Linked DNA regions of Zea mays: region 2 is linked to region 1. A link is a contact called in public Hi-C data. All regions are on one chromosome and are shown on one strand. Each heading gives the region's core, a stretch centred on a gene start, on an enhancer-like site or on the middle of the called end of the contact. The rest is flanking DNA. Distances are from core to core; before and after follow the strand shown.

What was found. Hi-C and Micro-C count contacts between places; a contact is called where the count stands out from the background.
Region 2: a Hi-C map of ear shows a contact between it and region 1, with 2.2 times the contacts expected there. The contact joins the promoter of LOC100278854 here to the promoter of LOC107275245 in region 1. A contact is called at or near these places in 3 of 25 Hi-C or Micro-C datasets (ear, leaf mesophyll and tassel).

Annotation. Positions count from the first base shown.
Region 1 is chr8:152,355,551-152,360,505 of Zm-B73-REFERENCE-NAM-5.0, reverse strand. LOC107275245 (50S ribosomal protein L7/L12, chloroplastic-like) reads right to left here and starts at 1,874. Exons shown (of 1, transcript NM_001320551.1): 1 at 1,109-1,874. The coding sequence starts at 1,780. The coding sequence ends at 1,229. LOC100191225 (AMSH-like ubiquitin thioesterase 2) reads right to left here. Exons shown (of 9, transcript NM_001136659.1): 8 at 4,722-4,774; 9 at 3,952-4,551. The coding sequence ends at 4,368. LOC100280337 reads right to left here and starts at 563. Exons shown (of 1, transcript NM_001320549.1): 1 at 1-563. The coding sequence starts at 435.
Region 2 is chr8:152,787,256-152,792,210 of Zm-B73-REFERENCE-NAM-5.0, reverse strand. It overlaps LOC100278854, which reads right to left and starts at 2,695. Exons shown (of 8, transcript NM_001151993.1): 1 at 2,432-2,695; 2 at 879-1,581. The coding sequence starts at 1,559.

The DNA.
Region 1 (4,955 bases), core at 625-3,124:
GAGCCCCGCCGTCCTGAGGTGCGGCCGGCCGAGCACGTCGGCCGCGGCATACCTCAGGTCTACAGTGTTATTGACCACAATGTTGCAGTCGCAGCGCAAGCGCTCTACGTCGACGTCGACCACGACGCCGACGAAGCGGTGCTGCGGGCTGGCGAGGAAGGCTTTCAGCGCGGCCGGGACATAGTCGGCCGCGACTATCTGGAAGACCAGACAGCGGTGGCCCACGCAGAGCTGCAGCACGGCCATCCGGTTGCGCGGGCGCCGGCCCTGTCGGCGAATGACGCGCCACTCGGTGTCCAGACCCACGATCAGGGGCTTTCTGGTCTGGCGCACCTCGCGGAGGAAGAGCTTGGTGGCGTCGCCGGAGTTGGTGACGGTAGTTTTGATGATGGTGCCGTCGTCCATGACGACGTCCGTGTCGTACGCGAACGTCATTGCGCCGGCGCCGGCAGGGAGGAGAGGACACGGACGGCTTGCGCGCGCTGTAGTCGTCGTCCCTTGATCACCTTGTCTTGTCGAGAGCCAGCTAGCTAACAATACGTAGATGCAAGTGTTTATTTGATGGAGGCACAGCGTAGATCGGTTTATTATATAGGGTAGGCGCAAGTCCGCAACGCGCAAGGGTCGGGGTATTCTGTTATCTTTCCGAACCGAGGTTGAACAGCTAACGCGACGGCATCGGCATGCAAATAGAGACCAAACGGCTTTTGCACAGACCAACAGAAGGCGTGGGCGCGTGGCCTCAGCCAGACCAGCGTACGACGCGGCGGGGTATTCTGTTTATTAGATACGAGAGAAAACAGTTTTGATCTCTTAGATGCTAAATGTATGGAAACAAATTATAAAAGGAAGAATACACATTAAATGAAAGTATAATCAAATAGAAAACGTTTGTAGTACCTTTCTTACAGACAATTTTTTAGATGACATTTGTAACGAATAATAACGAATACAATGCAACCCACTACAAAGGCTACTAGCAATTGCAAGCAACAGAATAAGGAAAGCAAAATGCCCTATTGTTCACCGTCATGAAGTAATGATAGTGCCAACAAGGCAAATCTACATTACCAGTTTTAAGCATGTCACATTCACACTGAATTCATATCATCAAACAGCAATTCCTTATAAACGACAATGGGGATACACAAAAGATTGGGAGGCAAAGATCAAAGAAAGAAATTTAAAAAAAAAAGAAGAAAAAAAAAAGGAGTCAGTATACCTAGTGTCACACGATAGACACCTTGGCGCCGACCTCCTCGAGCTGCTTCTTGGCATCCTCGGCCTCGTCCTTGCTGACGGCCTCCTTAAGCTTCTTGGGAAGGCCCTCGATAAGGTCCTTGGCCTCCTTGAGCGCGAGGCTGGTGAGCACGCGCACCACCTTGATAGTGGCGATACGCGCGCTGCTGGGCACCTCTTCAATTACTACGTCGAACTCCGTCTTCTCAACGGGGGCCTCCTCCTCGGCCGCGGCCCCGCCGCCCGCCCCAGGCGCTGCGACGACGGCGGCCGGCGCGAAGGCCGCAGCTGTGACGCCGAGCCGCTCCTGGAGGTGGTCAACAAGGTTGCGGGCCTCCTCGAGAGTGAGCCCGGCAATGGTGTCCCCGAGCTCCAAGACCTTGGGGGACTCGGTGGCGGTGGACGCGACGGTGACGGCGCGGCGTCTCCGGCGGCTGTCAGGCACGGGGAAGGAGGACCTCGGGAGCGAGACGGCGGGGCACGGGGAGGTGGAGGGGCGGGAGAGGAGGCTGAAGGCGGAGGAGAGGGTGGTGGAGGCCATGGCTAACTCCTGGGAGCTCGTGCGTCGGGGAGTCGGGAGTGGGGAGTGAGCAGGCAGCAGCGACGGCGTGAGGAGGCCGGCGGATAAGATGAGGCGATGGAGTGCCGTTGTGATAAGATGGGGAGAGGGAGACAGATATACGAAACGAACGGTGTGAGTGGCTAACCCCTGGGCTTTCCTTCTAATTGCAATTGTATCTTCGGATTTATAAAAGCTATCTCAAACAATAGAATAGTTGCATAGTGAGCAGTGTATGAGTGTAGTATTAACATATAAAACTGTGTTTCTCCAACACCTAAACAATACCATCTCAATAAACAATACTTATTCTCCATTACCCGATTAAATTATATATTGAAGGAGAGAGGGTGTATAAATTTACATAACCTCTCTTATATGTATTTTGCCTCTTGTAAAGAGAGTGTACAAATTTACATAGCCCCTCTTCTCACGAGTATTTTGTCCCCTGTGAGATGTATGATCTATTGTAGACACATGCATTATGATATAACGTCGTGCGAGCGATATTTTTGCATTTGCATGACTTTTCACGTGGCGAGATAGACTAAAAGGTGTTTAGTTTATAATTTTTAGTACCTCCATTTTATCTAATTTTACTCTCTACATTATCTCCCTAAATTATCAAATACGAAAATTAAATTAGAGTTTTAGTTTTTATATTTAACCATTTAGGGACTAAAATGAAATAAAATAAAGGGACTAAAAATTAGTCCCTATAAACCAAACACTCTCTAAGGCCTGTTTGGTTTGGAGTAACTAGTCAATTTTAGTTCTGAAAAAACAAATAGGGTTCAAAGTAGAGGTGACTAAACTTTAATTCTTTAGTCATTAAGGGGTAACTAAAAGGGACTAAGGTATGATTTTAACTCCATTGTCCTCCCCACTTTCTATGTGCACCGGGCAACCCCTAATTAATAGGGGTAATATAGTCCTTATTCGCACTAATTAATACTCTTTAGAGCATCTCCAACAAGAGTCTTAAATGGGGTCCTATTTTTCTTGGTCAAAATTTTGAAATATAAGACCCCAACACCAAAACCTGCTCCAGCAGAGGTCATGTTTCACAAAAAATCATCAAACAATTATAGGACCCGATGCCTTAGGTTCTAAACATAGGACCCCTCGTATACTGGAGCACTATCCTCATTTAGTGCAATAATCATAATCTTTTATTTTCTAAATAATATGATTTATTTCCTAATAACATGGTATAGTATTTAACTATTGGAGTTGTTAATGTTTTTTTGGTTCTAAACATTTTAAATTAGGTCCTATTTTAATTTTTAGGACTTAAATATAGGTCCTATTTTAACATGGTACACACTTGACATTTTATAGGCGCATACCCGATGATGCCGTCGATGGAAACTTCTCACCCGCACTCTCCATGGAAGGTTAGTGGATTGAAGGGGGGTGGGTGTCGCCGATGGTGGGGCAAGGCCGGTCGGTGGCAAGGGAGATATAGGGCGAGGTTAGAGGGGGGAGGATTCCCCTTCTCTGGAGAGCGAGAACGCGGATCGAGAGGACTCCCCTTCCATGGAGGCTGGAGCGTCTGATTCTCCTTCCATGGACAGCACAGACGTGGATCGAGAGGGATTGCGACGAAACGAGACAGATTCGGATGGGATTGCGGACGCGGAGTCTGATCGAGAGGACTCCCCTTCCATGGAGGCTGGGGCGTGATCCGAGCGGAGGGCGGAGGACTCGCCATGGAGTGCGCGGACGCGGATGGGATTTTGGGGAGTGGATGGGATTCTGGAGAGCGCGAACACGGATGGGATTCTGGGGCAGCGATCCGGGCGAGAGAGAGCAGGGATTGCGGCGAGAGAGGAAAGTGGGGCGAGGACAGCCGGATTTGCACGCCGAGGAGGAGATCTGTGCTGCGACACGGGAGGGGATCGCGCCGATGGGTGAGGGAGTGGACAGCGACACGGGAGTGGATCGCGCCGATGGAGAGCAGATGGGTGGGGGAGTGGATCGTGCCGATCTAAACCGCACCGAGGAGATCTGCGCCACGCCGAGGAGAACTAGATCGCGGTGGATAGTGCGACGAGGAGACAAGGCAAGGGCGTGCTTCACCAGTTAAGGTATGGACGCCCACAGTAGAGCCATATAAGCCATATAGAATAGTAGAAATAGAGAATTGGTTTAGTAAGGAACTGCCAAATTAATGTATTTCTTCATACTCCAGTCACTGACAATTAGTAAGTAAATTGGCAGTGCCACAGAAACAGTCAAGCGCTATTGCGCTACGTTACAATCACATCCCAGACCAAGTTAATAGTGTGTGTGTGTGTTTTGCCCCAGTTGTATGTTATATACAGTATTACTTAAAATACCAACTCAAAGGCTGGCCGAACAGACAAGATAACCAGTGCTAGTTTTCAGTTACTCCTTTTCTTTGACAAATACCAGCGCAGATGTCAGATAAGTAACATGAGCATCTTGGTTCCGGCTTGGCGCTGTCACTATACCTATCACGCATCGTCAGCAAGCTCTATGGTATATACTTCTGCCAAGAGGGAGCACAAGGGAGCACGTGCTGCCATAGCTTTAGTCCCATTGATCATTGAGCCGAGCGCAGGTCGACAATCTCAAACCGCAAGTTGGGATTGAAGTGCACTTTCGAGCAGGTTTCATAGATTGGGCTGCCGTTGGTTGTCTCTCGGTGAGTGTGGAACCCACTTTCGTCACACTCCCTAAGAACATCCATCCCTCCAGGTTCAGTCAGCCTGAATATTCCGTAACTCCTGAAAAATTTGAGAAACAAATAGGGCATTTTCAGATTACGTTATATAAGTTTACCCAGAACCAGAATGTAGGAGCAAAAGAAATTAAGAACAAAGGAACTGCAGATGTATGCCAGCCATTTTATGTACAAGTAACACAAGTGTAGTATTTATTAGCAAAGAACACTTGCCTGGTTGGATCTGTGGGTGCGACCACAATTGCAACAGCCTCTGGTAACATAACCTACAAGAATCCAGCATTTTTCATCAATCAAAGTTAAAGGCATGGCAAAGTGTCATAACAAAGTTAAAGCAGGTGAAAGACTCTGGTTGAAGTTCTGAGATGATAACTTGACATATTGTCACACACGTATCTAACAATTCTAAGCTACAGTGTAAGTTATTCTCAATGTTAGTGCAACCAT
Region 2 (4,955 bases), core at 1,446-3,945, 430 kb before region 1:
GGGCGTTGCGCGTGGGGGCGGCGAACGCAGAGGAGGGGCGCGGACGCCGGGAACAGCGCGGACACCAAGGAAGGGCGCTGTGCTGGGGGCGCATACGCCGAGGAGGGGTCGCCGGGCATGGCCGGCAGTGGCGAGGAGTGGCCGCCAGGGGAGGGCGGCGCGTGGACCACCCCTGCAGCGGCACCACGATGTGCATCCCGCCGTCGGCGCGTGGCCGCGACCGCGGGTCGCGTGACGGCTTCCTCTCCGTCCTCGTCGCGCGGCGCAGGCGAGTCCCGCCTGTTGGGGAGCTCGGATGGGGGCGCCGACGACGCGGATCCGGAGGTCGACGACAGCGGAGGCCGGGGCGCCGCGTATGCCGCCTGCAGCGTCGGGCTCGTCGGCGGCTGCGCTGCTGCGGGGCGCGCGAGGGTGAGGCGCTGGGCGCGGTGCAGGAGCTCGTCGGCGCGCCCTGCGGTGGCTTCCTGGCGGCGCCTGGAGGGGAGGCAGCCGGCTGGGGAAGGAGTGGGGGTGCGGCTGGGAGGAGAGAGGCCGCCCCCGGGAGGGAAGGATGAGCCTCCCGGGGGGCGGCGGTTGAGGAGTGGGTGGCGGCTGTAGGTGTGGGAGGTGGCAACTGCGATCTAGAGAAGAAACCCTAACCTAGCCCTCTGATACCATGTAGAAGAGTGAACTATTGGATTGATAGGAGATGGGGTACATATATATATGGACTCAACCCTAACCCTAATGGGCCCTAACCCTAATGGGCTGACAGCCCAACAGTGGTGCCGGCCCACACACTCACACACATAGTCTAACAGATTGTATGCACTCCAAATTCATAGTATCGAATTGCAGAACAGTACATAGCTGATGATTTTTATAGGCATCTTAATTACCTCGTAGAGCAGGTACTTCATCCGGTCGCTTATCAGTTTGCTCTCATCTCTCAGTGCAATTCTGATGGCAGGATGCATCCAGTGAGCGCTATTCAACCATGCATCTATTGAAGGATGGCCTGCGGTGACATGACACCACCAAGTAGGTCCCACAGGGCGCTGCCAGTATGGAGCTGCAAGATCAGCCACGGTGTAATCATCCTCGCTATCACTCATCTCCATCAACTCATTCTCCCAGCTGGAGTCTGACTGAACCCTCAGGACCAGCTCGGCGATCCTATTCCATCCAATAGGCACCCATTTATGATCCAAAATCTCCCCAGCATACAATGGCCTATCTTTGAGCACTGAAGGATCGTTACTGAAATCAGTCTGCTGGGGGTTTTCCAACACAATGCTCTCATCCACTTTCGGCTCAGTGATCTGGTGCCCATTCCTTCTTGAGTGCTTCCTCGTGCACATAGTGGGGCCCTTCTCCTGTATCTGCTCAGTTGCCAGCCATGATTTGTGCTGAACAGGCTTCCTGTGACTCTTGACCAGCTCAAAAGCACAGATGAGCCCATCCGTCCAGAGCTCGCTCCCTGGGATGGGCTCTTTCCCTAGACTGGGCTTGGTAACACCGTCTTGTGTCTTGGGCATGCTGCTGACGTGAGGCGGCTCCTCCTCCTCTGCACCATTCATCTTCCCATCAAATTATATCTACCTGTGAATGGATAAAAGATATTTAAACTCGTTGGAAAATTTAGTGGGTACTGAATACTGATTACTGAATATGACTCATCTCTTCAAACATGGGGCAATCTATTGAGGAACTGGATTCAAAGGTCCAAACTACTGTTCCAGGGACTTCTGGACGAGGTAGCAAGCGTTCATGGAAACAACAGGGCCGTATTATTGTATACTGAACATAGGAAGCCTCAATTCTACCATCTCCTAACGACCCTTATGATGGCAAAACGTAGCAGCCTAGATGAGCGGAATACGAATTAGAAGAGGTGCCATGATTTGTAACGAGAATTCAAGCAAATCATGGCTATATAGCCTGCAGCTAAACGCGGGGATTCAGGAAACGGCGCTGGGGCAAACCTTTCTTGAAGTCGCTGGCAAACCCCGTCCACCGCACGCTACGTTATAAGCAAGCAAGAGTACAGTGAACTAGCTTCGCAGGTTGGAGCAGCAAAAGGAATTTTCAAGGAGGCGGAGGCGGAGGGGTCAGGTGCGGAGGTGGAGGCGGTTACCGGAGCGCGAGAGACGGCGGTGAGGGACCCGGGTCTGAGCGTGGGACATGTAGAGTGGATTGGAGTGGGGTGCTTCCAGAATGGAATCAGATGCAGGTCTCTTTCGTTTTCCCATCGCCGGAAGAAAAATTGGTGGATCCGGTCCCCAACCCAAACTCCCTCCCGTGCATACTAGCAGATTACTGACGCGTGGACTCATTCTTGATCCGACGACCGACGGCCGACAACCGCTTGCTAGGACGTGGGAGTCGAGACGACTAGCTTCAGCTCGTTTCGCGACGAACGGCTCCAGGCATTCGGCTCACGCTCGCTAACCTGCTGCACGCCGCCGCCGCCGCCGTAGGTATCCTCCAAGCCATCGGCGTCACCCCACCGGTGGCGGCTTCAAACGCCGAGGCCGAAGTCAGTGAGCAATATCTCTGGTCTGGACAGCAAGAACGGGAGAACCTGAGCTTGATGCCTTGATCCAGATTCTTTTTTTTTTCGAATCGCCTTGATCCAGATTCACGACTCACGAACAAAGCAGCAACGGCGTAGCCGGCCTCGCGCCCGCGCCATGGAAGCCGAACCCGAAGGCCCAACTCACGGATTAGGGGGGGACAAAGCGGATCAAGCGAAAGTAAGGGCATGTACAGTGGAGAGACACCAAAACGGTTCTCCAATCACAGGAGACAACTAAGAGACTCTATTATACAGTGGAGTGTCTATAAACGTAGTCTATTAATAAATATAGAATTAAATGTATTTGTATAGTATCAGATCGATAGAACAGACGACAAATTCGTACAGTGGGAAGTGAAGCGTCTGTTGCTACTTGGTTTACGAGCCAGAGACGTCTCTTCACGGAGAGACGGCTCTAAGATTTTTTTGTAAATAACCCCCTTAAACACCTTAAGAGCCTCCACATTAAACACCACTGTACATGCCCTAAGAGCAAGTTTGATAAGAATCAACCGCGCTGGTGGTAAATATTTTTACCGCCTACAATTTATGACTTGTTTGCAAGCAAAGGTATTGTACTATACTAGTTTTTTCACACGAGTGAGTGAATAATGGTAATTTATTGGAAAATTTCATTTTAACTTTTCCAAACTATTATTATGGTCTGATTTACCACTTCGAATGTGTTGGCTCTTTTAATTATTAAAATTAGTTGCTTTCCTTCTTTAGGTTAGGGAAGTATAAATAGACTTTGCCAAAAAAAAAGGTTATAGAAATAAATCTTCAAAAAGCTCTCATTTATTTATTTCTTAAAAAAAGAAATTTAAGAATCAAAATATTGTTTAACATTCTAAGGCCTTGTTTGGGACTATTTCAGCTTAACAAAATTTAATGAAGTTAATGAAACAGATTATTAGGAGCTTAAAAAATCTAAAACTGAAGTTGCAAACTTTTAGTAGGTATTTAGATAAGTCATTTTGTTTATTATTTAGATTAGAAAAATTATTAAAACCGTTTAAATTTATATTATACACTAAATATATTTTAGCTTAGAAAAAAATGAAATTATTTCTAGATTTATTCTCTACATTATGTATATAGATTGAAATTATTTGGATCTCATATAGACATCAACTAGGATCCATCTGTTTAGGATTATAATCTATCCAGAACTAAGTGTTAATTTAAAATAAGTTAGATTATATAATATAAATATATTATAATTCCAAATAAGTATCTCTAATTGTTGGAGCGACCCGACCAGCCCCAGGTCAATGATACCTGTCTTCCACCCGAGGAAGGTATACACGAGAGAGAAGGTGGAGCACTGGAGCCGGTATGCAGCAAATTTTGTTCCCGACGGTGGCATTGGAAGTCCTCCAAATTTGGGTAGTCACCTCTCTTGTCGACGTCTAGGCTACGCGTTGGAAGGGTACGGCGTGGGCCAAGAGCGGTGTCAGGGCAGACCATCCTATCCCTTCCTGCTTGCGCCATTGTGCCGCTGCCGCCGACGCCGATCCAGCGGGCGGTGCCCACGACCTCCGTGACGTGGTAGGCTCCCCGTTCACTGCCGGAATCGCGTTCTTTGCCGAGTGTTTAAGACACTCGGCAAAAGCTATTTTACACTCGGCAAAGAACACTCGGCAAAAATTTCATCGGCAAAGGGTTCTTTACAGAGTGTTTTTTTTCGGACACTCGGCAAAGACTTTGCCGAGTGTCAAAAAGCACTCGGCAAATAAAAACACTCGGCAAATTAAGAATCGAAAAAAATTAAAAAAAACAGCAAAACATTTTTTTAAATTCTAGGAACAACTCTCCAATCCTACCTATTACCTTATCCGTTGCCCTATCATTTTTCACTATTATTTTGAATCAAATTTAGATACGTTGCCCTATCATTTTTCACTATTATTTTGAATCAAATTTAGATACTTTGCAAATGGTGAGATTCGAACTCGTAACCTCTCTCTCGCGCATACCCTCCTATACCACTACACTACTACATCAATTATGTCTATATTACGTTTTCATTCCCCATGTACTATAACAAATCGAGAGTAATTTGATTATTTAAGACACTAAATGAGTTCATTTAAAAATGTGACCAACTATAAAGTTGCATAACTTTTTAAGATCTACAAGTTTTATTTTAATAGTTTTTACATCCGAGACCGTTTACAAAATTTGGATTTTAAATTTGAAAACTTCACACAAATTTTTCAATGATAAGATGATTTCAAATCAAAAAATTGTCAACTACAAAGTTTCATTAAATTTTAAGACCTACAACTTTTATTTTGGTGTTTTTTCCATCCGAGACAGTTTGAAAAATTCAAATTTCAAAATTCAAACATAGTTTTGCATAACAAGATGATTTCAAACCAAAACATTGTCAACT